2 separate regions of the Sus scrofa genome follow, and region 2 is linked to region 1. A link is a contact called in public HiChIP or PLAC-seq data. All regions are on one chromosome and are shown on one strand. The core of a region is the stretch at or near the end of the contact, and the rest is flanking DNA. Distances in the headings are between cores, read along the strand shown. Region 1 has its middle 9.6 kb from the start of CYCS. Region 2 overlaps OSBPL3 (oxysterol-binding protein-related protein 3).

Region 1 (7,103 bases), core at 492-2,991:
GCTGCAGGACTTCCCATTGTGGCTCAGTGGGTTAGGAACCCAACTACTATTCACGAGGATGTGGGTTCGATCCCTGGCTTAACGTAGTGGGCTAAGAATCCAGTATGCCGTGAGCTGTTTTATAGGTTGCAGACGCAGCTCAGATCCCGAGTTGCTGTGGCATAGGCCTGCTGCAGCTGCAGCTGCGATTCGACCCCTAGCCTGGGAACTTCCATAAGCCGTGGGTGTCCCCCCCCCAAAAAAAGAATCCCAAAACAGCAGCTCAGGTCTCTGCTGGGCACTGGTTTGATTCCCGGCCAGATGCAGTGGGTTAAGGATCCAGTGTTGCAACAGCTGTGGTATAGATCACAGCTGCAGCTCAGATTCAATCCCAGGCCCAGAAAATCAAATACCTTACCTGAATTCTTTCGTATTTACTAGTATAGGCTTTGGTTGTGACCTGCTTGATTTAACTTTAGGGTGGAGAACAGAAGAAAGCTATCAGAATCCTTTTTTTTTTATTTTATTTTTTTTAAGGGCTGCACCTGCAGCATATAGAGGTTCCCAGGCTCGGGGTCCAATCGGATCTGCAGCTGCTGGTCTATGCCACAACCACAGGCATGCTAGATCTGAGCTGTGTCTGTGACTTCTACTAGAGCTCATGGCAACCTGGATCCTTAACCCACTGAGCAAGGCCAGGGATCGAACCCGTGTCCTCATGGATACTAGTCGGGTTTGTTAGTCACTGAGCCACGATGGGAACTCTGCTATCAGAATCTTTAGATAGGATATCTACAAAAAGAACCTGGCATATACTACAGCCTACATTCTGTTTTATTATGCTAAAAAAGAGTCCTTATGTCTTTACTTGACTTTCCTTATAATAAAAAAGGCCCTTCTTTATTACCTGTTTTGAGAGACAGTAGGTTGGGAAGGGGTGAAATAGGAAGACCCTTCCTGTTTCCCCACTAAGCACTGGTTCTTTTTTTTTTTTTTTTTTTTTAATGAAAGCAAGTTATTTTTATCGCATATTCTGGAGGGAAGAAACAGCTTTTGTTGTCATTTTTCTTTAATGCTCCACTATCCATCCCTAGCAGATCCTCTGCATTCTCCCTCCCATTGAAAAACTAGCTTTCTCATCATCTCTCTGTGGTGATGAGAGGAGTATGGATAATAAAATCTATTAGTAAATCTTTTTCTTTTTTTTTTTTTTTTTGTTTTTTTTTCTAGGGCCGCACCCGCGGCATATGGAGGGTCCCAGGCTAGGGGTCCAGTTGGAGCCACAGCTGCTAGGCTACACCACAGCTCACGGCAACACCGGATCCTTAACCCACTGAGCAAAACCAGAGATCGAACCCGCAACCTCATGGTTCCTAGTTGGATTCGTTAACCACTGAGCCATGATGGAACTCCGAAAACCCATTGGTAAATCTTAAGTCTTACTTTTTTTTTTTTTGGCCATGCCCAAGCCAGGGTTCAAACCTACACCAAATTTATGACTTGTGCCACAGCTGCTCCATGTAGGAAGTTCTAAATCTTCCTTGTTAAAATTGAAGTATATTTGATTTACAATGTTGGTTTAATTTCTGCTGTACAGCTAAGTGATTTGGTTATACACATATATACATTCTTCTAAGAAATATTCATTTCCATTACGCTTAAATTTTTATTGGTTTTTGTCTTTTTAGGGCCACACCCACGGCATAGGGAAGTTCCCAGGCCAGGGGTTGAATCGGAGCTGTAGCTGCCAGCCGACACCACAGCAAGAGCAAACCCAGATCCAAGCTTCGACTGCTACCTAAAACACAGCTCACAGTAACACTGGATCCTTAACCCACTGAGCGAGGCCAGGGATTGAACCTACATCCTCATGGATACTAGTCGTGTTCGTTACTGCTGAGCCACAATAGGAGCTCCCAGAACCAACGTTCTTTAACAATATAATTACTGAATATTGCTCAAGACAAGTTAGCAACCACTGTGAAGCAAGAATCTTATGGGTGGGAGTTTCCCTTGTGGCTCAACAAGGACCCAACATAGTGTCTGTGAGGATGTGGGTTCGATCCCTGGTTGCAGATGTGGCTTGGATCCAGTGTTGCTGTGGCTGTGGCTTGAAACTGCAGTTCAGATTCTACCCCCAGCCTGAGACCTTCCATATGCCACAGGTTCAGCAAAAAAAGAAAAAAAACAAAAACAAAAACAAAAACCGTACAGCTGAACCCTGCTATCGTCTTAGATTAAGCCTCCAGATAAATCCTTCTGGGGTGGGGAACAGTGGTGGGCTGAAGCCAGCCTCCTAAGCATCTCCTACTCTAAACTACTTCCAGTGCACATATTTCCAAGTTGATTTGTCTCCTTTCTTGTTGAGGTAACCCTCCAATGTTCAGGAGACGTTGGGCTAGGCCTGGCATAATCCTAGCAACGGGGGTTTTAAAAACTATGATTTTGTGAGGCTACTGGGAAAGCTAGGCAAACATACATGAAGAGTGTATGAAAATCGGGCACCCGTTTAACCTGTTGACCCAATGTCTCAGACCCCCTCAAAAAAGCCCTCAAAGTAAGTGGAGTTGGTAGAGGCTGTACTTTTTTTTTTTTTCTTTTTAGGGCCGTATGTGTGGCATATGTTAGTTCCCGGGTTAGAGGTTGAATTGGAGCTGCAGCTGCCAGCCTATGCCACAGCCACAGCCACAGCCACACCATATCCCAGCCACATCCATGACCTACACCACAGGTCACGGCAACGCTGGATCCTTAACCCACTGAGGGAGGCCAGGAATAGAACCCACATCCTCATGGACACTGTCCGGTTCTTAACCCCCCGAGCCATGATGGGAACTCCCTGTACTTCATTCTTGGCCCTGGTCACTAATAAAGAATTAGACATCACCTGGTGAGTGTTAAAATGATGGATAGGGAGTTCCTGTTGTAGCACAGGGGAAATGAATCTGACTCGTATCCATGAAGATTCAGGTTCGATACCTGGCCTCACTCAGTGGGTCAAGGATTCAGCATTGGCGTGAGCTGTGGTGTAGACTGTACCATTGGTTCAGATCCCAAGTTGCTGTGGCTGGCAACTACAGCTCCAATTGGACCCCTAGCCTGGGAACTTCCATATGCTTCGGGTACGGCCCTAAATTTGTGATTCCAGACACTTCTCCGAAATCCACTGAACCCACTGAATCACTTCAGTTAAGTCATCCAGTAAGCATCCTCTCCCTTCCATGCGAGCTGTCCAGCTGCTAATTTGACAAACTGTCCTGCCCATCGGTTTAAAGTTAGCTAAACTTAAGTTTGCACACACACACACACACACACACACACACACATGTACATGTATATATGTGAATGACTGGGACATGTTGCTGTGCAGCAGAAATTGATAGAATATTGTAAATCAACTGGAATTAAAAATAAATGAGTTGAGTGCCAGAAAACAAGCACATTCATGTGTTTATTCCTCACAACAACCCTACAGACTAATATAATTATTGCAGATGCAAAAACATAAGGCATAGATGGGCTAGTGTGTCCATGAAGCAGCATCAGGGAAGAAATCAGATTCTTGGACTCTCTTCCTCCAACATTCACCAATAAAAATAAGTTTTCCTTGCGTTTCCACTGAGGCTCAGTGGTAATGAACCCAACTAGTATCCACAAGAACGCACGCTCGATCCACTGAGGCCTTACTCAGTGGGTTAAGGATCCAGTGTTGCCATGAGCTGTGATGTAGGTCACGGTTGGGGATCTGGCATTGCTGTGGCTGTGGCATAGGCCTGCAGCTGCAGCTCTGATTCAACCCCTAATCTGGGAACTTCCATATGCTGCAGTTACCACCCACGCCCCCCCTGCAAAAAAAAAAACCTAAAACTTTTACAACATGGTATGTCCCAACTCACACCATAGGCAGGTGATTTTCTATCTATAGTTTTCCCCTCTCATCTGCAAACTGGAAAGATTTGTCATCTCTTGGTCCAGATGCATTACCCCTGCCTGATTCAGGGAGGGGTACCTATAATTTCATTAAACTACCTTATAAACTAGGTGAGGAAACCTGCAATTTCCAGAACTTATGCAGTGTATTTGATCTGTTGGAGTGTGGCTCCCAACGCTAAGTTCTGGCACTGAAATGAAGCATTTCTCTCTTCGAACTTTTATGGGAGAGGCAGAGAACAAGGGGGTTGGGAATGGGTGTTAGGGTGACCACGCTGGAGCATCTGTAACATTTGGAGCCATACTCTGATGTCGCTGAAGATTCTGCATCATATCCCAATTAAAAACACTGTTGAAAGTAGGGATGGGGGAGGACCAAAACCTTCCTTAGAGAATTTGTATCTGAGGCTGTCTGCTGTGAGAGAAGGGGAGACAGGTGAAGTAAGAAGCTTGAGAAGCACGGGGACCCTCTAAATTAACCACAAGGAAGACGGGGAGAGAACAGCTATATGAAAGGACGGCTGCACTGGGTTTCCGCTAGCTCAGCTGAATCAGAGATGCTGATTACAGGGGTGACCATCAGCAGAAGCGTGGGATTTTCTCACAGTACTCAGACCAGGTGCGGAAACGAAGAATGCAGATGACTTCTTTCCAGGCTGGGTGGCGGCAGAGCAGATGCCACAAAAGGCAACACAGGGGACAGGGCAGAGGATGCAGACAATGCAGTGACTGCAAAGATACACTGAGAAGCTGGCTAAGGCAAGGAGGCCCCAAGGGAATGATCAGAAACTGGAGGTTTTGACGAGTTCAGGGAAACAGAACTAAGAATGAGACATGGAGTGTTATGAAGTTGTGATCACATTGGGGTGGTAGGATTTTTATTTTTTATTTTTTTGTCTTTTTGTCTATTCTAGGCCCACACCTGTGGCATGTGGAAGTCCCGTGGCATATGGAGGTTCCCAGACTATGGGTCTAATCAGAGCTGTAGCCACAGGCCTATGCCACAGCCACAGCAACATGGGATCCGAGTCAAGTCTTCGACCTACACCATAGCTCACAGCAACGCCGGATCCTTAACCCACTGAGTGAAGCCAGGGATTAAACTCGCAACCTCATGGTTTCTAGTTGGATTCGTTAACCACTGAGCCACGACAGGAACTCCTGGAAGGATTTTTAATTTCAGAGGTTAAGTAGTTCTGGAGCAATGACAACCCTAAGTTTTAACTATTGGAAAGAAGCTCTGAGAAGAGTTAAGATCAGTGAAAAATACTGATTAGAGTGGCATTAATGATGGGTCATTCACCTGTATGTAGCTATTACCACTATCATTAATTTTAAAAAAGACAGAATGGAGAAGCACATAACTAGGTACTGAAGTGCCCAGTGAATGTGACGAAGGTCCAGAAGTAAGGACAAGAGCAAAGGGTCATGAACCTCATCCAGCAGGTCTGCTTGTGAGGAGAAGTGATCTGGAAGATGCCAAGACCACAAGGCCTGTGCTGTCGACGGCAAGAATAAGCAGGATCCATTTCAAGGGCTGCCGAAGCTCAGAGGCCTGGAGAAAGCTGTCTTTGAAAAGGAAAAGCAATCCAGAAGATGTGGTACATATACACAATGGAATATTACTCAGCCATCAAAATGAACGAAATACCAGCATTTTAAGCAACATGGATGGACCTGGAAATTATCATGCTAAGTGAAGTCAGCCATACAATGAGACACCAACATCAAACGCTTTCACTGACATGTGGAATCTGAAAAAAGGACAGACGGAACTTCTTTGCAGAACAGATGCTGACTCACAGATACTAAAAAACTTATGGTCTCCAGAGGAGACAGATTGGGGGGTGGGGGGATGTGCTTGGGCTGGGGGATGGAAATCCTGTGAAATCAGATTGTTATGATCATTATGCAACTACAGATGTGATCAATTCATTTGAGTAATTAAAAAATGAAAAAAAAAAGAAAAGGAAAAGCAATGTGGAAGTTTTGTAGAAAGACTATGAAGTGATGACAGTTTATGTGAAGGTTTGGACGGCACCATGAAAAGGCAGTATCAGTACACGTGACAGTACAAAGGTCACTGTGACCTTTAGCAGTAACTTGAGCCTATATACGTAGCTATAAAAACAGGCACAACTCTTGCTCCACACACCTGAGAATGAACCGAGATGTGAACATGCCTTAGAACTATAAAGAAATTTAGTTATGGGGCTAGAATGTGGGCAAAATGTCAGGCTGATTTGGCTTACTAACAGATGGTTACAGCTATATGTGCATAAAGATTTTGATGCCTATGTATTTTATTCCCTATGTGAAATTAATTTAAACAAAAGGTTAAAAAAAAAAGAGCAGTCAAGGGTGTCAAAAGTCCCAGAGTCATCAGAGCCAACTGAGAGCACAAGAGGTCGCTGCTAACCTTGGAAGCAGTTAATTTCTAATACGTAATTTTCAAGGAACTTGATGTATAACATTCCAGATGGCAAATAAACCCAATTGTGCAAAGCTCTAAACCAGGGGCTGAGAACTTTTTTTTTCTGTGACTCACCAGTCAGACTATGACTTGTGGACATAGTCTCTGCTGCCAACTATACAGCTCCCGATGCTGCAGCACAAAAGCAGCCCTAGATAAGACCTAAGGAACAAATGTGGCCAGATTCCATTTTATTTATAAAAACTATGGAACCATGGGCTGCTTACTAACCCAAACAATTTTTCTCATCCCAAACCCAGCATTGTGTTACACTGAAATTAACTAGTCCTAATGGTCCTTTTTCCAAGTACACCGTTCGAGTTGTAGCCACACATTTAATGGCACCAATGTGGAACACGTCCATGGTTCTAACGAACAGCGGAAAAAGAAAAAGGCAGCAGCCCATTAATAGTCTGGTAAAATGGGTTAGATTAAGACTCTGTGGTCAGAGAAGCCTGGTGGTAGTTTTATGTTGCCTACTTTTCTCCAGTGTAGATAACGTTTACTGCCAAGTGCTGAGCACGGGAAAATGCTAACAAATCCAGAGAGATGAAAAAGGTGGGGCAGGCTCCCCTCCCCTGAAGACCCTGTAACCAGGTCAGTGGGGTGAGAGCACTTGACTGGCCACCTTGGGTCCAGCAGCCCTCAAAGATTAAGTTCCAGGCGGGAGGGCTCCTCATATGTGGGAAGGGAGCCCGTGGGAAAGATGTGGGTTGTGCAC
Region 2 (6,852 bases), core at 2,600-5,099, 280 kb before region 1:
TCCTGAATAAAATAAATGATAACATTACACAAAATGACAGAGGTCAAATATATCAGCACGTTACCTTGCCAGAAAACGAAATTTCTAGACTCAGCGTGACAAGCAGAAATAGGCGGATGATGGCTGACCTGATGGAAACAAAGGTGAAAACAAAAAGTTAACTTTGGTGTCTCCCTGGCATTGAGATGGAATCCAACATGCAGTGTCTAACCGAATGGAAATTTGTTTAGTTTCCCTTCAGCAGGTCTGTCCTCAAGAGGGTGCTCCTGACACAGTCAGCTCTGTCGTGCTCACATTTGTCAGAAAAAAGCCTGTGAATGGAAGCCTCTGGAAGCTTGGGGGGAAAAGCAGCCAAGTGGTGAGTGATGAGGGTGGAGACGCATTTTGAAAGATGGGAAAATAAAAGCAGAGATGCAAGGGCTGCCCACTTATAAACCACACCATCTGACCTCAGCTACCAAGGTTAAAATCAAAGACTGCTCTTCTGAAAGTACTTGCAAATGTTTCAATGAAGACGTCAAATAGTAAATACTTTTCCTTCTTTCTTTTCTTTTTTTTTTTTTAGGGCCGCACCTGCAGCACACGAAAGTTCTCAGGCTAGGGGTCAAATCGGAGCTGCAACCGCTAGCCTACACCACAGCCACAACAATGCAGGATCTGAGCTGCATCTGTGACCTACACCGCAGCTCACCACAATGCTGGATCCTTAACCCACTGAGTGGGGCCAGGGATCGAACCTGCAACCACACAGATACTAGTCAGCTGTGTTACCACTGAGCCACAATGGGAACTCCAGATAGTAAATACTTCTAAATGTTAGGTAGATATTTCTAAGCCACAAAAAATGTTCTTTGGCTCCGCAGATTTTCTTCTGAACACTCAGCATCGCAAAGTCCAGCTATCTTTCCAATCACTGACAGAAAGACCAGTCGTAGATATTTAAAAAAAAAAAAAAAAGAATAATGGTTTTATTAAAGACCTAAGCAACTGTTGAAAAATTGTTAAGTCAGCTGCTAAGAAATTTTTTTTTCATTTCTTTTGTTCATAAAAATATCTTGAATAAACATGCAGCGACAGTCTAGAAAAGAGCCCCCTGTACCAGAGACTGTGGCACGTTTTCCTGGCTTGTGTCACTGGGGGCATTTTATTCACTAACAAAGAAGCTAAAGAGAAAACGCCCCTGTTAGATGGCCTCATTATCTCAGGAACACGGAAGGCTCGAGAGCAGTGTATGCGCTATTATCATAATTCAGCACTAGTAAACCAGAACAGCGCTGCTAGTGATGTTTCCAGAAAATTCTCTGACCTAGCTGGTTCTTAGCAAAGCTTACATTTAAAGCCTTCAGACCAAAGCCTTCCTATTACACGTTGAGAATAAAACCAGAGAGATGAAGCAACAGGAACGTCTCCTAAACACAGGGATGGGGAGACGGAGAGAGAAGACCCAGCATTTTTGGTTTGCAGACGGTGTTCAAAGCCTCAAAAAAAACAATTGTTGGAAGCAGCTGCACCCTATTTTCAAACATATCAGGAGCTCAGAATTTTCAGAGTGCTGCTTGAGGTGAGCAGGGGTGGTGGAGAAGCGGGGGTGACAAGTCCACAACCACCTGCCTGGCTCTGGACCCCTGACTGCAGAGAGGAACGCGGTTTGCGAACCACGTCCGTGGCCCTCCTCCAGGTGCAGGAGGGTAGGGGCAAGCTAATCTTGAGTCCCGTCGCAGACCTGGTCAGTCGATGGGGGTGCAAGGGTCCAGCTTGGCCCGAAGAAAGGTAGGGACAAAGGGGTCAGTGGGGCCAGTATCTTCCAGGTCTCAACAAACTTAAATCTCAGATCTAACCTGAGATGGGAAGTGCATGTGTGTGTCCTCTCCCCTCCCCCCCAGCCCCAGGGGTGGTCTTAATTCTCACAGGCCTCTTAAGAGTGTGAACCCCTTCCTGTGACTCTGGGAGTTTCAACTCAGACACTGGCTTAGAAACCTAACTCCTAAAATGCAACTCGAAGAGTCGCGTTTGTGGGTCAGAGGATTACAAACCAGGCTAGCATCCATGAGGATGCGGGTTCGATCCCTGGCCTTGCTCAGTGGGTTAAGGATCTGGCATTGCCGTGAGCGATGGAATAGGTTACAGCGGCAGCTTGGATCTGCCATTGCGGAGGCTGTGGTGTCGGCCGGCAGCTGTAGCTCCAATTCAACCCCTAGCCTGGGAACCTCCATATGTCCTCAGGTGTGGCCTTTAAAAAAAAAAAAAAAAAAAAGAGCAACTCCCTCTGCTTTTCCTTCATTGTCTTTTTCAACCCAACCCTTGAGGATCCTTCATTTCACAAATGGCCCCCGGTCTTTCCTTCTCCCCCCGGTAGCTCTCAGCGAAAACAGTGTGTTTACCTTAAAACTGTGGGAGCATATATAACTAGGGCCAAGGGAATTCCGACCCCTCACTTGTCACCGCACCGGCCTGTCCACAGGCGGCACTGGCTCTGCTCCCCAGCCTCGCAGTGTAGGCGTATCTTAAAGTAGGTTATTATAAAGTAGATGATATTCAGCCCCACAGAAATATGCATCAAAACGGTAGAGATCACAGCCTCGATGAGGAATTTGGCATTTTGTAAGTCTGGCCAAACATAAACATCAAAGCAAAAATGCAATGTATAAAAACTGTAAACTCTCCTGTAATAATTTAAAAATCCCATAAAACAGAGATAAATATACTGTCCATGTGAATTATAAGAGAAGCCCTGTCATTCGATAAAGTATACATATGTCCCATAAAAATGCAAATCTGACCTTTTAAAATGGTTGGGTCAGACTAATGAATCAATGTTTAGCAAAGTGCCTTAGAGGGGCTCGAAGGGGTGTTTTCTAAAGGAATAAATCTCAACACTGACAATCAATGATTTAGCTTCTTTCTTTCTGGCTTAAAAAGGCCTCAGGGAATGATTTATCTGGTGTACATGCCCTTTTTTTTTTTTTTTTTTTTTGCTTCTTCTTTTTAGGGCTGCACCTGTAGCATATGGAGGCTCTCAGGCTAGGGGTCAAATCGGTGCCACAGCTGCCAGCCTACGCCACAGCCACAGCAATGCCAGATCTGAGCCACGTCTGTGACCTACACCACAGCTCATGGCAACGCCGGATCCTTAACCCACTGAGCGAGGTCAGGGACTGAACCTGTGTCCTCAGGGATAGTAGTTCATTACCACTGAGCCACAACAGGAATACCATGAAGGGAGTGCTTTAAACCCGGGTCCTCTGACTTCAAATCCAATGCTCTCCTGTGATGCCCCAGCTGTCTCTCTATGGCTGCTCTCAAATCAGGCTCTGGTCCCTCCCCAGGGTCTCTGCACGCCACTGCCATCCCATCTCACGGATATTCAGAAAAGGGATCTTTTGAGTCTGAGCTTTCCAACCTCTCTGAGTCTTACTTCTTTGAAAAGTAAGGTCTGAGGATTCCTCTGGCTTCAAAATGCTGTCCTTCTAACATCTGCTTTCTTTGAATTCCAGCATCAGAGGTGGCAGTCGATGCCAGCCAGTTGGAAAAGATGCTATGAAGCCTTTGATTCATTTTAACATCCATGGAAAGGCATAATTAATTCACAGTTACCCATGTCATCTTCGTTGATGGTACTCTCTCTAAAATCTACCAGAGCAGAGAGTGACAAGCACAGTCTTCCTTGTCCTTGCTTGTAGGGGACTTGGCTGGGTTTCCTTTCTCATTACATCTTAACCTAGGCATAGAAAAGCCTTAGATTCTGACTTTGAGTCTGAACTGATTCAGCCTCGGAGCAGACACTGTCTGTTAGCCTGTTGGCTGAGTCCGCTTTAGACTGACTCGCTAGGACTCTCCTCCATCACTTCCTCTCCCGTCCAATCCGATAAGAGCAATTTCTGATTGGGAAGGTTCCCCAAACATTCAGGAAATGAGTATCTGTGGTTTTTATTGTGCAAGTATTTCTGCGCTTCTTTTTCTAATCCTGAGGTCAATGAATTTCCCTGGTAATTAGGCATTCTTGTAATTTATTTGTATATCTGAGGTCTTTCTTCACCTGACCTAATCTTTTTTTTTTTTTTTTTTTTTTTTTTTTTGTCTTTTTAGGGCCACACCTGCAGCATATGGAGGTTCCCAGGCTAGGGATCAAATCAGAGCTGTAGATGCTGGCCTATACTAATGCCAGATCCAAGCCACATCTGCAAACTAAACCACAGCTGACGGCAATGCTGGACCCTTAACCCATGGAATGAGGCCAGAGATTGAACCTGGGTCCTCATGGATACCAGTCAGATTTGTTTCTGCTGAGCACGATGGGAACTCTGACCTAATCATTTTTGATTCATGCTCTGAGGATGCACTTTACATCAGAGGCACTTGGTAAGGGGAGAAGTGCATAAGTAAAGAGTATATTTCAATATCTGTGCATTTGGTAGGTTTTTTTCTTCTCCAGATTTAGAAAAATGTCCCTTAAACACAGCAGTTCTGCAGCTTTCCAGAGACACAACTACAGAGTCCTCCTAGTTCTGGACCCGTCTCTGACCACGAAGGGCCACTTGTGGAAAAGAGACCAAGCGGCAGGTCAGAGCTACCCAGTGAGTTGAGGGGGGCATTCGTTAACCATTTCCTGATTGCCTGTGTGTCAGGCACTGTCTTAGCCCCTGGGGATACAACAGGTCTTCATCCTCATGGAGCTGACATTTCAGTGCAGGGGTGAGACAGACAAGAAGCAAACAAGCAGAGCATCTACCAGGAGTAACATGTGGAGGGGGATGCGGCAAGGATGGGGTGGAGGGATGCCGAGGGGGAGTGTATCCCAGATGGGGCAGGAGGGGTAGGACCTTTCCAGGGCAAGAGAAACAAGGCAACTAACCACCCACTCAGCTGAGGGAGTGTGTCCAGGTCAGAACACACAGCCGCTGCCCAGGGTTGGCAAATGCTCGGTGTGTTTTAGGAAAAGCCCAAAAGGCCAGTGTGGCTGAAGCCGAGTGAGGGGAAGTGGGAGGGGGCATGATACGGGGCGGGGCGGCGTCCAGGAGGGTTTCGTGGACTGTGAGATTTGATCCCACGTGACTTGGGGAATCCGGAGAGAGATAATCTGGCTGCTGGGTGAGAAACAGGCTATGGAAACAAGAGACTGGTTAATGAGACTACTGCACAAGCCTGGTCATCAATGCCAGGCTCAGTGGCCAGCACCAGCAGCAGAGGCAGTGACATTGGCTGGCTTTGCAAGGAAGACCTTGGGATTTGCTGATGAGTAGCATGTGGATTATAGAAGGAAGCTCTTAAGGATGATGCCAAGGCCCAGTTTTGGGGAAAATACAGTTGCCAATTATTTTCTCTTCCACTAAGTTTAGAGTTAAGCATAGAGTTTTCTTTGATAAACACAATTTCTTTAAAAAAAAAAAGTTAAATAATGACTTGACCTAAAAATGGGAAAGCACTGGTTGAGTCACCTTACAGTTGATTTATTGCCTTTTTTTTTTTTTTTGTCTTTTTGTCTTTTTAGAGCTGCACCCACGGCATATGGAGGTTCCCAGGCTAGGGGTCAAGTCAGAGCCATAGCTGCCAGCCTACAGCACAGCCACAGCAACTCAAAGTCTGAGCAGTGGCAATGCCGGATCCTTAACTCACGGATCGAGGCCAGGGATCGAACTGGCATCCTCATGGATGCCAATCAGTTTCATTAACCACTGAGCCACAAGAATTCCGAGTTTTATTTGAACAGCTTGAATTTCCCCTTGATAAAGTCTTTAAATAAGCTGCCACTTTTATCAGAAGTAAACAACCCTGCCTACTAGTAAATAAAAGGACTCTTGAGAGGGTCAGGTGGGTGTGCAGAGAGGTAGGTGATAGGTATGGTATTTTCAAGTCCAGCCAAGAATGTGTGTTCAGAGTTCTAATGATTAACAGAAAAAGAAGAAGGCTGAGCCAGGAAGCAAAGGAAAAAATACTTCATTTGAATCTCTTACCTTTTAGTAACTTTCAACAACTCTGCTCAGCTTTTCTGTCAGAAACTCAACAGCAGGTGGCTGGGTGGATAATGGTTAAAATGACTCGAACAGTGATCTGACGCCTGAAGCGCCAGGCAATTAGGAAAAGCCACTTTTAGACAATAGCTTAACTGCATATCCTTTAGAGACACCAAGCTTTTCCCAAAGGCACAAAAAAGAAGCAAAGTGAACTGAAATGGATTTCCTCTTTCTTTTATTTTTAGAGCTGCACCCACAGCATATGGAAATTCCCAGGCTAGGGGGCGAACTGGAGCTATAGCCGCCAGCCTACACTACAGCCACAGCCACGTGGGATCTGAGCCACATCTGACCTACACCCCAGCTCACGGCAATACCAGATCCTTAACCCACTGAGAGGGCCCCCATGGACTGAACCTGCATCTTCATGATACTAGTCGGGTTTATTACTCCTGAGCCATGACGGGAACTCCTGAAATGAATTTTCTGAGCCAGCGGGTCCCTGATGAAGCTCCAGCCAGGCAGCCAGAGCATCAGTGAGGGTAACCTACCAGGACCATACTTGGCCCTGCGGAGGGAAAGAAAGTCTTTCCTTCGGAATGTTCCCCTTTCTGGCATACTTGGAAAACCAAGGCTGAATCAGATTTCTTGGCAGAGAGGAAACCCCTCCCTGAGAGGGTGGAACAGTCAGAGGTTAGAACATGAGACTGGAATGTTTATGATTGATTCCTGAACGTTCCTTGTTCACAAAGGCTCCTGGCCAGCCCCCAACGGGAGTGGAGAACAAAGTCCTGCTTGAGTCGGGAGGATGAAAGTTGAAGGGACAAGGACAAGCAAAACCTCAGAGTCTGAACAGTCTACGAAAGGCTGTTTTCACAGGGGCAGCTGATGCCTCTGGCAG

Evidence for each region. HiChIP or PLAC-seq counts read pairs in DNA pulled down with a chosen protein or histone mark.
Region 2: an H3K27ac HiChIP or PLAC-seq map of alveolar macrophages shows a contact between it and region 1. The contact joins two enhancer-like sites. A contact is called at or near these places in 2 of 47 Hi-C or Micro-C datasets (embryonic fibroblasts and undifferentiated spermatogonia) and 1 of 2 datasets of contacts at active chromatin or transcription factors (alveolar macrophages).

Annotation. Positions count from the first base shown.
Region 1 is chr18:47,175,984-47,183,086 of Sscrofa11.1, reverse strand. No RefSeq gene overlaps it. Among named protein-coding and RNA genes, the nearest start is that of CYCS, 9.6 kb to the right of the region's middle. Within about 2 kb of position 1,741, at least 1 of the 83 cell types and tissues checked has an H3K27ac peak or open chromatin away from gene starts, as enhancers often do. A contact at or near this core is called in alveolar macrophages, where this site is marked.
Region 2 is chr18:47,461,923-47,468,774 of Sscrofa11.1, reverse strand. It overlaps OSBPL3 (oxysterol-binding protein-related protein 3), which reads right to left. Exons shown (of 23, transcript XM_021079019.1): 17 at 65-128. Among named protein-coding and RNA genes, the nearest start is that of DFNA5, 59 kb to the left of the region's middle. Within about 2 kb of position 3,849, at least 6 of the 83 cell types and tissues checked have an H3K27ac peak or open chromatin away from gene starts, as enhancers often do. A contact at or near this core is called in alveolar macrophages, where this site is marked.